Linked DNA regions of Sus scrofa: regions 2, 3 and 4 are each linked to region 1. Evidence: chromatin contacts called from public HiChIP or PLAC-seq data. All regions are on one chromosome and are shown on one strand. Each heading gives the region's core, a stretch centred on a gene start, on an enhancer-like site or on the middle of the called end of the contact. The rest is flanking DNA. Distances are from core to core; before and after follow the strand shown.

Region 1 (2,762 bases), core at 83-2,582:
CACATGGTGTTTTTTTTCAATACATAGTTGTTGGATTAAAAATAGTATCAAAGAGCTTATTATATTTGGAATTTATTTAGTCCATTTAACAAGTTATCTATTTGAGGGAGTTCCTGTCGCAGCTCAGCGGTTAACAAATCCAACTAGGAACCATGAGGTTGCAGGTTGATCCCTGGCCTTGCTCAGTGGGTTGAGGATCCGGCGTTGCTATGGCTCTGGTGTAGGCCAGCAGCTACAGCTCCGATTGCACCCTTAGCCTGGAATCTCCGATTGCACCCTTAGCCTTGGGTGCAGCCCTAGAAAAGACAGAAAAAAAAGACAAAAAAAAAAACCCAGCAAGTTATCTATTTGACCTAGAGTAGAAGTTAGATCATTTACTAGTAGTGCTGACAATGAATTATAAACTATTCACATCCCTGCCATTTTACTATAAACAGTATGTTAAATAGAAATGACAAATCATTTCTTTATTTACCCCTTTGGTTACTTACATACAAAATATATTGTGAATATTTTTGCTTTATTGAAAGCAAACCTACTAAAGGGTAGAGATTATAAACAAAATCATACAAAGATATGAACCCTTAAATTGCTAATTTCACCTTCTAGTTCTGCCCTTTTTATATTTTAATAGTAAGTTTCAAAAATTGCTTTCAACCTGCAAATTTAGATATGAAATGATTGCTGGTGAAAACATCAATTTTGTAGCTTAGTCCCTTTCTACCTAAGTGCTTATTTAAAGTTTGCTATCATCAGAAAATATTGTCTATTGCTAAGAGGCGAAGGGTATCTTCATTCATTCATTTCACTTGACAAGGATTTTTCAAACATCTATTCTGTGCCAGCACCATGATGGGTCATCATTACTTTCATGTGTCTGTTTTTTTTTTCTTTTTTCAGCTGCCCCACAGCAGATGGAGTGCTCAGGCCAGGGATCAGATCTGAGCCACAGTTGTGGACCTACACTGCAGCTGTGGCAATGCTGGGTCCTCTAACCCACTGGGCAGGACTGGGATCAAACCTGCATTCTTGGTGCTACAGAGATGCCACTGATGCTGCTGTGCCACAGTGGGAGCCCCCATGTTACCCATTTTTAATGCTATTTTAGATCCGCCAAAAGACATATTACTTTAAATCACATCTTCAAGACAAGAAAACTTTTATTTTCCCAGTCTAACTCAAGTGCTGAGCTTCAGATGCTGTAGAACCACAGGCTTCTGCTCAGGCTGCTGCTAACTGGCATGTTTCTGCAAATGCATGGCAGTGAGGCACTGTAAGTACAGCATAGCTTGGTGGTTAGGCATCCTGGTTGAGGAACCAGAAAGACTTGGTGGTAAACCCTAGCTCTACCACGTGCTTGTTGTGTTACTTTGGAAAAGTTTCTTAACCTCTCTGAGCCTCAGATTGCTCATTTGTTAAAGTTGGAACTAATAATAGTACATACATCATTGTATTTTAGTGGGGATTACATGGGATGATGCGTGTAAAGCACAGAGGTCAGTACTCAAGAAATGCAAGCTGTTACTAAGAGGATTAACACTGACAATGGCAATGGTACCAGTATTTACAGGAGACCAGGGGCTTCCTTATTTACTTGAATTATCTAAAGCAAGTAGAGGGAATAGGGCTTTTGGTGGTTGCTGTTTTTGTTTTTGTTTTGTCTTTTTAGGGCTGCACCCGAGGCATATGGAGGTTCCCAGGCTAGGGGTCTAACTGGAGCTGTGGCCTCCTGCCTATGCCTCAGCCACAGCAATGGGGGATCCGAGCCGCACCTGTGACCTACACCACAGCTCACGGCAACACCAGAGCCTTGACCCACTGAGTGAAGCCAGGGATCAAAACTGTGTCCTCATGGATGCCAGTCAGGTTCATTAACCACTAAGCCATGATGGGAACTCCCATTGTTTTTCTTTTTCTTTCTTTTAGCACTGGTTAATAGTATCAAACAAAAAAATATTACAAGATTTGGTGGTTTAAAATATTTTTGAGATATATCAATCCATTTCAAAGGTTAAAATGAAATATGTTAACATCTTTTTATGGGTCGAGTTCCTGTAGGCTTTGATGGGTCTTATAATATCCATTTACAATGACAGAATGTTGTAGGTGAAAATGTTTCAGCAAATTTGTACTAAGCACAGAATAAAATCTAAATATTTATTTAGCTAAAGGCCTAATCTTGTTTCTCCTAAAAGTGTAGTGCTAACAAAATTCCAGTGGGCTCAAAGTGTCTGGCAGTTGGGTTCTTGTTTTACTGTCTCATTATAACTTATTTATTAACGATAAAGAAAATAAATTTATCAGAGCTAAAAATTGTTAATTGGAGTTTCCATCATGGCTCAGGGGTAACAAACCCAACTAGCATCCATGAGGATGTGGGTTCAATCCCTGTCCTTAATCAGTGGGTTAAGGATCCGGCGTTGCTGTGGCTGTGGCATAGTCCAGCAGTTGCAGCTCAGATTTGACCCCTAGGCTGGGAACTTCCATATGCCTTGGGTGTGGCCCTAAAAAGACAAAAACAAAAAATAAAAATTGTTAATTGATAAGACAAGTTAAAAATAGCTTCTAATGAATTAAATATTTTCATGTTACTCTTTTTTTTTTTTATTTTCCCACTGTACAGCAAGGGGATCAAGTTATCCTTTCATGTTACTCTTAAGAATTTTACTCACAATTGCCACAGGGTCATTGCTTCGGGTTGCCGCCAGGCTGAACTTCTTCACGTGAGTATTGGTCTCTAGAGCCTTTGCAAATTCCTTCAG
Region 2 (2,762 bases), core at 171-2,670, 1.0 Mb before region 1:
TTACAGGTAGGCCATGTCAGTAGGTCCTCTTCAGAAGGTGGTGTGCATTAGTCATAAGCTCTAATGGCACATGCCTGAGACACATCAAGTCAACAGGAAATTGATCATGGTGTCTATGGGATGAAGACAAAGTTGAAGTGTGTGTGCTACACAGAAAGATTGATGCTTAGGAAATTGGGGGATCATGGATTTTTTTTCTTACCAAATGAGAGAGTGAAGGGATACTGATTTACAGATTTATTAACAAAAGAGGGATGCAGACATATCACTTAGGTAAATATATATCCCTGTAACCCACTGGCAAAGCAAGTGCTGGGCTAGAAAGTAACTTGTCTGGTCCCATTTGGAAATAATCATCCCTTCCCTTAGGAGAAAAGAAGGTAAACTTAAGCAGGTAGTGAGTTTGCTTCAAATAAGAAATAATGGAAGGAGTTTGCTTTGTGGCTCAGTGAGTTAAGAAACTGACCAGTATCCATGAGGATGTGGGTTCGATCTCTAGCCTACCTCAGTGGGTTAAGGATCTGGCGTTGTTGCAAGCTATGGTGTAGGTCACAGATGCAGCTCTGATTCGATCCCTGGCCCAGGAACTTCCATATTCCTTAGTTATGGCCCTAAAAACGGCTGGGGCGGGGGGAGAAAAAGAAATAATGGGAAGTTACAAGCCTATCAAAATTCTGATTACAAGGCTACGTGATCCTTTCATTCCATAGCTTTCCAAAAAATGGAGCACATTGATCAATCTAAATCACACTCTGTCCAGGGGTTTTGTGTTTACACTGGTCTAAGAATAAGGTTGCTCCCAGCCGTCTCTCAGATCACGGTAAACAAAGAATTGGCTGCTCTCATGTCACTGACATAGAATGCTCCCAGTTACTGGTCAGGAAAGGGTAATATACAGTGTTTAACTGACTGTTTTGTTCCAGATTCCAGATTCCAAATGCTTTGGAAGGAGCATTCAGGGAGCCCTCAGGGCTGCATGGGAGGAAGGTCGGTTCCAGATTTTGAAGTCACCTCAAAGAGGTAGCCTTGGTACCCGACTGTTCTCAGCTGTGGCCCCTTGCCAACTTCCTTTGCTGCTTCCCAGCTGTTCATCTCTTTTCTTCATGTTGGTCTTATCTGTTAGCTTTTTAAAAATCAAACTCTAAAACCATGAAATAAAATTGACCACACAGTTATATAACTATTAAGATTTTACATTCCACTTAACATTTTTATTTCTTCAACAATATGAAATGACACAATTGATGGAAGAAACCTAAAATCTTGGAAACTTTAAAACTCAGCATTAATTTACATACTAAGTTCCCATATAGTAAGTGACTTCATGTGGTTATAGTCTAATAACTATTGCTACATAAACTTAACCAAACAATCTTGGTTCTTCTGTCTCACTTCTTAATTGGAAGAGGAATCTGGAAATTGTTGCCAAATAAGCTGCATGAGTCACAACAGGTGACTGTATTTTCCTTTCTGGTGTGAGGCAGTGCAAGATAAATTTAGTTTCTATTATTTGTGTTGTTTCTCAGGAAGAGCAGGACTTGCGAAACAATTTAGGGTTACTGATCTGATCCACTTCAATGTTCATTTCCTTCAGGGTTGTTTCTAAGAAAATAACGGAAGGTCTTTTCATTAACTCCTCGAAGACTCTCTGTGAATCAGGCCTCAAATGTGATCTTTATGTGGTTAAAACATATTTGGATCATTTAATATCCAAAATCATTCCTATGGTTAATGTAGTCTGTTCAAATAATAATTCACAGGGTTTTTTTTTTTTTTTTTTTTTTTTTTTTGGCCTCACCCACAGCATGTGGAAGTTCCTGGGCCAGGGATAGAACCAACACTACAGCTGTAACCAGAGCCACAGAAGTGTCAACACCAGATCCTTAATCTGCTGAGCCATGAGGGAACTCCCAGCTCACAGATTTTTGACCCTTTGCTTCTCATTTTCTATTCACTCATTTCATAAACATGAAATCAGCCCCTTCAGTGTCTGGGATTGCCTTATGAACTGTGGGACAGAATTGGCCTCTGATTTCAAGGAAATAGTTGGTGGCTAATTCTAAGGTAGCACAAATGGCAATAAATCATGTGTGTATAAATGCTAAGAGTTTAAGGTGGTGGTGGTGGTAGTGGGGTGATTCCTATGGGAGATGACTCTCAAAGCTGTAGGAGAAAGAACAGTGAAGTTGGTACTTAAGAAAACAATAGCATTTGAGGAGTTCCCGTCGTGGCTCAGTAGTTAACAAATCTGACTAGGAACCATGAGGTTGCAGGTTCAGTCCCTGGCCTTGCTCAGTGGGTTAACGATCCGGTGTTGCCGTGAGCTGTGGTGTAGGTTGCAGACGCAGCTCGGATCCCGCGTTGCTGTGGCTCTGGTGTAGGCCGGTGGCTGCAGCTCCAATTCGACCCCTAGCCTGGGAACTTCCATATGCAGCAGGAGCAGCCCTAGAAAAGGCAAAAAGACAAAAAAAAAAAAAAAGAAAACAATAGTATTTGAGGCACTGCTGGCCACAGGGCAGACTGGATACTCTGAATAGAACCTCCAACAAAACAACTAGACCTGCAAAGAAATACACTGAGATTGTAGGAAGTAAGGGAAATTTCCCTGGAGCAGAGATTAAAAGGCTGGCTGAAACCAGAGTGGTGAATAAAAAGCAGGGAGGAAAACTGCAGTTACCCCAAGGGCAAATCCTCATGAAGACACTGCAAAGCCTGTGTTGGTCTTTTGCTCAGGCTGCCATAACAAAAGACCACAGATTGGG
Region 3 (2,762 bases), core at 149-2,648, 640 kb before region 1:
TAGCAGGACAGAGGTTGTTTAGCTTATCTATTACTGTGCAACAAACCATTCCTAAACTTTAGTGATTTCAAACTACAGCAGTTTATTATTGCTCACAGTCTTTGGTTTTGATTGGGGTATCTCCCTGCTTTCAGTTGGTGTGTGAGGTTCTCTTCTTTGGGTCTCTCCATGTGACTTTTCCTTCCATGTGAGTGGGTTCTATATTGCAAGGGCAAAAGATGTCAGACCTGTTAGGACTGGGCCCAGAACTGGCACAGTGTCAATTCTGCTACTGTCACAGCAAATTACAAGGCTATTCTAGATTCAGGAGAGGAGAACAGATTCTATCTCTTAATAGGAGGAAAGAATCCTTAGGAGGAATTGTTGGTGGCCATCTTTGGAGACTACCACAAAGTTGGACTTTGAAGATTTCAAAATCACAGCTTCTGAGCCCCTAGTGGATATGAAGGTTTTAGGATTGCATCGTCTTTGTCTTCATGGAAGTACTCACCCCCACAAGTCAGAGAGAAGTGTACTTATAGACTGTCTATTTTAATATTTTAATTAAATATTTAATATTTTAATAACACCACTTGAGCATCTCCTACATGGGAAGGGGAAAGCCAGGACAAAAGGGTGTGTTTGCTGCAAATTATTCTGTTTTAAACCAAAAGAGGCCTCTTGTTGGTAGTTTTGATTGAGCACATTACATTTTTAAACTAAAAAACTCTTATATTATTTACCTTATATTTTACTAATAATGGTTTTTGTCAGGGTGTCTATTCTTTTTGCGTTTTCTCCAGATTCTTACAGATTTGAGGGGGCGGGGGCAGTAACCTTTTTGTCTCACTTGCTTTCTGTCAAGACTTTTCTCAAGTTAAGAAAAATGAACCTTTCCACAGAAAAGAAACTCATGGACTTCGAGACCAGACTTGTGGTTGCCAAGAGGGAGTGGGAGGGAATGGGATGGATCGGAATTTGGGGTTAATAGATGCAAATTATTGCATTTGGAATGGATAAGCAATGAGATCCTGCTATAAAGCACAGGGAACTATATCTACTAACTTGTGATGGAACATGATGGAGGATAATGGGAGAAAAAGTATATATATATATGTATGACTGGGTCACTTTGCTATAAGTAGAAATTTGACAGAACATCCCAAATCAACTGTAACGGAAAAAATAAAAATCATTAAAAAAAGAGATAGATGAGAGCAGGGTTTAAGACATTTTTCATCTTTTTTTGAATTATGAAATATGCCTTGTGTTCCAGAAATCACAATACTGTTTAGTGTCCATCACATGCCCTGACCACCAGCAGTAGGTCGTGTACCGGAAGTCTTATCTCAATAATGAGGAAAACTGTTGACTGAACAAGTCATGCTTGTTCCTTGTGACTAAGTGCATGCGTCTGAAATGTGGCTGGTTGTGGCTGGTTTTGGTTAGGAGTTCTGTCTTTACCATGTGGCAGACAACACTAACTCTCCTTGGGACCGAGTCCATAAGCTTAGCCTCAGTCTGTCTGTGCCTTATCTGTGGAAGTTTTTTTTTTTTTTTTTTGTCTTTTTGCTATTTTTTTGGGGCCGCTCCCGCGGCATATGGAGGTTCCCAGCATAGATGTCTAATCGGAGCTGTAGCCACCAGCCTATGCCAGAGCCACAGCAACGCGGGATCCCAGCCGCGTCTGCAACCTACACCACAGCTCACAGCAACGCCCAGGGATCGAACCCGCAATCTCATGGTTCCTAGTTGGATTCGTTAACCACTGCGCCACGACGGGAACTGCTTATCTGTGGAAGTTTTAATGCTGTTATATTACTTTATGGTCATGTTTTGAAGATAAATGAGTTAATTTTTTATAAAACACTTGCAATAGTGTTTGATACATAGTAAGTGTTCAATAAATAAAGTTTTTCTCTCTAATAAACAGGCTTCCTGTGACCACCCTACAATTCTGAGTGGGTGTGGTCAGGATCAGAAAGGTGGAAATCTATATAGCTGGTAATAGAAAAATAGAGATTATCAGAAATGAGGTTGGGCAGGAGAGACATATCAGACTAAGACTATGACTGTGCTTTATACTTTTTTAAAAAAATCTTTTTGGGGTAAAGTTCCCAAGCTAGGGGTTGAATTGGAGCTGCAGCTGCCAGCCTATGCCACAGCCACAGCAACACCAGATCTGAGCCATGTCTGCGTCCTACACTACAGCTCATGGTAATACCAGATCCTTAACCCACTGAACAGGGCCAGGGATCAAACCCATGTCCTCATGGATACTAGTTGAGTTTGTTACCGCTGAAACACAATGGGAACTCCAGTGTTTTATACTTCTAATTACTTAAGACTTCCAGGTTTGCATTTCTTCCTGCAACTACCTCTGTAAAGGCCAAGCTTACAAATTGCCCCTTACAAACTAAAGGAAAACATTCAACTCCCATGTGTAGTATTCCCAAGTAGCTCTTTAAGAATCCAGTGTCAGGGGAGTTCCTGTCGTGGTGCAGTGGTTAACAAATCTGACTAGGAACCATGAGGTTGCGGGTTCGGTCTCTGCCCTTGCGGTGGGTTAAGGATCCGGCTTTGCCGTGAGCTGTGGTGTAGGTTGCAGACGCGTCTCAGATCCTGCATTGCTGTGGCTCTGGCGTAGGCCAATGGCTACAGCTCCAATTTGACCCCTAGCCAGAGAACCTCCATATGCCGGGGGAGCGGCCCAAAGAAATAGCAAAAAGACAAAAAAAAAAAAAAGAATCCAGTGTCAGGAAAATAATAGAATCACTCATATT
Region 4 (2,762 bases), core at 153-2,652, 610 kb before region 1:
TCTACTTAAGTTTAATAAACATTTATTAAATTAAACATCATTGAAAAGTTATTCACATTCCTATATAAGGTCTATGCTGTGATGTCAGACTAGTTTTTTTTTGGTTTTTTTTGTCTTTTTTTTGTTGTTGTTGTTGTTGTTGTTGCTATTTCTTGGGCCGCTCCCGCGGCATATGGAGGTTCCCAGGCTAGGGGTTGAATCGGAGCTGTAGCCACCGGCCTACGCCAGAGCCACAGCAACGCGGGATCCGAGCCGCGTCTGCAACCTACACCACAGCTCACGGCAACGCCGGATCCTTAACCCACTGAGCAAGGGCAGGGACCCAACCCGCAACCTCATGGTTCCTAGTCGGATTCGTTAACCACTGCGCCACGACGGGAACTCCTCAGACTAGTTTTGATAGAAGCTCTTTAGGACTAGTGGTCATTTGTTTTTGCTTTTGTTTTTTAATTCAGGGTTTTAATGACATGTAATGAAATAGTTTGAATTTTCTCTGAAGATTTACCAATCTGAATTATTCCTCCATTATTCTATTCGTGATCATTTACATTACAAATAGTTTTCTGGGTTATCTCTTCAACCATCTTTTATATTAATTGAAGCAAAACCTAAAAGTATTCTTTTCCCAGTCTGTTTGTCCTTCTGAGGACACTGCATTATGGGAGAAGTGGCTAAGGGCAGGGTTTGGACTCTTTTCAAAGTGACTGAAATATCACTTATTTATGGGAGAAAATCTCCTGAATCATGGAATATTTTTGAGATGTTTTATACTCTCAGGTATATTGTTGCTTTAATGACTAAGAATTGATAAATATACTGAGTAATATAATAATGATTGATTAGCATATAAATTCTGTGCTTAATTTTAAATGATTGTCTTAAAAAACAAAGTGAAACCTTGGGATAAAGATGCTTCTGGGTGGCAGATGCCCAGAGTTTTTTCCACTAAGTTGGTTAAGCATTTCCCTTGCACCCTTGCACAGTATTAATTTTCTTCTCAATTTTTTTTTTTTTATGACTAGTACAAAAATAAACAGAGCCCCTGCATACTAAGCTGGTGAAATCTAGTTTGAATTTTGGGAAATCCCTTTATGGCTCAGCTGCTTCTCCTGCCTCAGTGACCGCTAGTTCAGGCGAATGGATTCAAACTTCAGGGAGTGATGTACTTTTCAAATAGTTTCTCAGTCTTAATTGTGCATTTCTTGAGGAAACACTTGGATAGAATATTAAAGCAGCAGTGGGCCTAGGCTTAGAGGTCTTGGAAACTCTACCCTGCAAATCCCACCCCCAATCCCCTCCTCCCTCAACACCAACAGAAGAGGTTGTTCTCTCTTTTCCAGTGAACATGCTTCCCAGGCCGCCCCCAAGCTGCCTCTCAGGGAAGGAGGGCATGTAGCTAGTTCCTCATTAGTCTTTTCAGCTTTGCCATTATTTTCACTTTCATTTTATTTGCCTTCCCTACTCCTGCCACTGCTACTGGCAGCAAAAAAAAGTGCAGCAGCTTGTGAGCAGGTCTGAGGAATGAAATAGCCTACTGTGGGGATTATGGACCACTGCTCTGTTTACCTGCCAACACAGCCTTTTTCCTCTGAGCATGTGAGAATTGATGGTATATATAATCAGAATTATCTGTACTAGAAAAATCAGAGGGCAGTGGCAGATGGCAGATCAGAGCCTCTTGAATATATACTTTTATTTTTGTGTTTTAAAATATTTAAAAATTGGTTTTGCTGAGAGCTAGCCTTCCCCTCAAAGACAGAGGAAAAACAAATGTCCATTGTACCTGTTTTTTCAGTATTTTGAGGAATTATATGCAGATGACCCTGAGAAGTATCAGTCATATCGGATTTCACTTTACAAACGGATGATTGTATGTAAACTGAGTGCTTCTCTGTTGTCTTCCTTGCTACTTCTAGCCCTTTATAACGGGAGAGCACACTGCTGCCTGTCCCACCCCAGGACGTCTTCAGAAACTTTTACAAAACTTCTTTCTCCCCACAGCTGTCTTAGCCACTGGTGTCACCTCTATCAGTGTCCTGTGTCCATTGTCACCTTTGGTTTGTTATTAACATTAGGCTTACAGTGTGATGGAAGCAAAGTGTGATTTGAAAGTTAAAGTATGGGTCACTTTGCTATACAGCAGAAATTGACAGAACATTGTAAATCAACTATAATAGAAAAAAAATTAAAATCTTACCAAAAAAAAAAGATAAAGCAAAATCCAAGAAGTGCACTGAACACTTTGAAATGTTAGCAACTATTCCTTTTGGATTATTGATCTAGTATCTAAATCAGCTCTACCTAAACTGGAGAATGAATGAATATTTGTATTTAAAAGCTTTTTTTTTCCCTCTATAACCTGAATAATAATCACAGACAGCACTGATTCATTTCCCTTCTAAGTTCTAGGTCTGCTTTTGTCTGTTTCTTTTTAGGGCCACACCTGCAGCACATGGAAGTTCCCACGCTAGGAGTCGAATCGGAGCTGCAGCTTCTGGCCTACCCCACAGCCACAGCAATGCCAGATCCTTAACCCACTGAGCGAGGCCAGGGATCAAACCCACATCCTCATAGATGCTAGCCAGTTTTGTTACCACTGAGCCACAGCAGGAACTCCCTCAGTCTTTAATTAGGCCTGTCATTTGGAAGACTTCTCAATTAGAGAGACAGTTACAACAGTTTCTACTTTTTTTTTCTTTTTAGGGCCGCACCCACAGCATACAGAAGTTCCCAGGCTAGGGATAGAATTGGAGCTGCAGCTC

Evidence for each region. HiChIP or PLAC-seq counts read pairs in DNA pulled down with a chosen protein or histone mark.
Region 2: a contact with region 1 is called in an H3K27ac HiChIP or PLAC-seq map of alveolar macrophages. The contact joins two enhancer-like sites. A contact is called at or near these places in 10 of 47 Hi-C or Micro-C datasets (alveolar macrophages, embryonic fibroblasts, epiblast stem cells and 5 more) and 1 of 2 datasets of contacts at active chromatin or transcription factors (alveolar macrophages).
Region 3: an H3K27ac HiChIP or PLAC-seq map of alveolar macrophages shows a contact between it and region 1. The contact joins two enhancer-like sites. A contact is called at or near these places in 1 of 47 Hi-C or Micro-C datasets (embryonic fibroblasts) and 1 of 2 datasets of contacts at active chromatin or transcription factors (alveolar macrophages).
Region 4: a contact with region 1 is called in an H3K27ac HiChIP or PLAC-seq map of alveolar macrophages. The contact joins two enhancer-like sites. A contact is called at or near these places in 1 of 47 Hi-C or Micro-C datasets (embryonic fibroblasts) and 1 of 2 datasets of contacts at active chromatin or transcription factors (alveolar macrophages).

Annotation. Positions count from the first base shown.
Region 1 is chr1:119,974,104-119,976,865 of Sscrofa11.1, forward strand. It overlaps TMOD2 (tropomodulin-2), which reads right to left. Exons shown (of 10, transcript XM_001925676.5): 7 at 2,673-2,762. Among named protein-coding and RNA genes, the nearest start is that of TMOD3, 27 kb to the left of the region's middle. Within about 2 kb of position 1,333, at least 1 of the 83 cell types and tissues checked has an H3K27ac peak or open chromatin away from gene starts, as enhancers often do. A contact at or near this core is called in alveolar macrophages, where this site is marked.
Region 2 is chr1:118,974,546-118,977,307 of Sscrofa11.1, forward strand. No RefSeq gene overlaps it. Among named protein-coding and RNA genes, the nearest start is that of FAM214A, 18 kb to the right of the region's middle. Within about 2 kb of position 1,421, at least 5 of the 83 cell types and tissues checked have an H3K27ac peak or open chromatin away from gene starts, as enhancers often do. A contact at or near this core is called in alveolar macrophages, where this site is marked.
Region 3 is chr1:119,337,728-119,340,489 of Sscrofa11.1, forward strand. The region is part of intron 25 of MYO5A (unconventional myosin-Va); the gene reads left to right. Among named protein-coding and RNA genes, the nearest start is that of MYO5C, 68 kb to the right of the region's middle. Within about 2 kb of position 1,399, at least 1 of the 83 cell types and tissues checked has an H3K27ac peak or open chromatin away from gene starts, as enhancers often do. A contact at or near this core is called in alveolar macrophages, where this site is marked.
Region 4 is chr1:119,362,754-119,365,515 of Sscrofa11.1, forward strand. MYO5A (unconventional myosin-Va) reads left to right here. Exons shown (of 42, transcript XM_001926768.7): 33 at 1,796-1,870. Among named protein-coding and RNA genes, the nearest start is that of MYO5C, 43 kb to the right of the region's middle. Within about 2 kb of position 1,403, at least 21 of the 83 cell types and tissues checked have an H3K27ac peak or open chromatin away from gene starts, as enhancers often do. A contact at or near this core is called in alveolar macrophages, where this site is marked.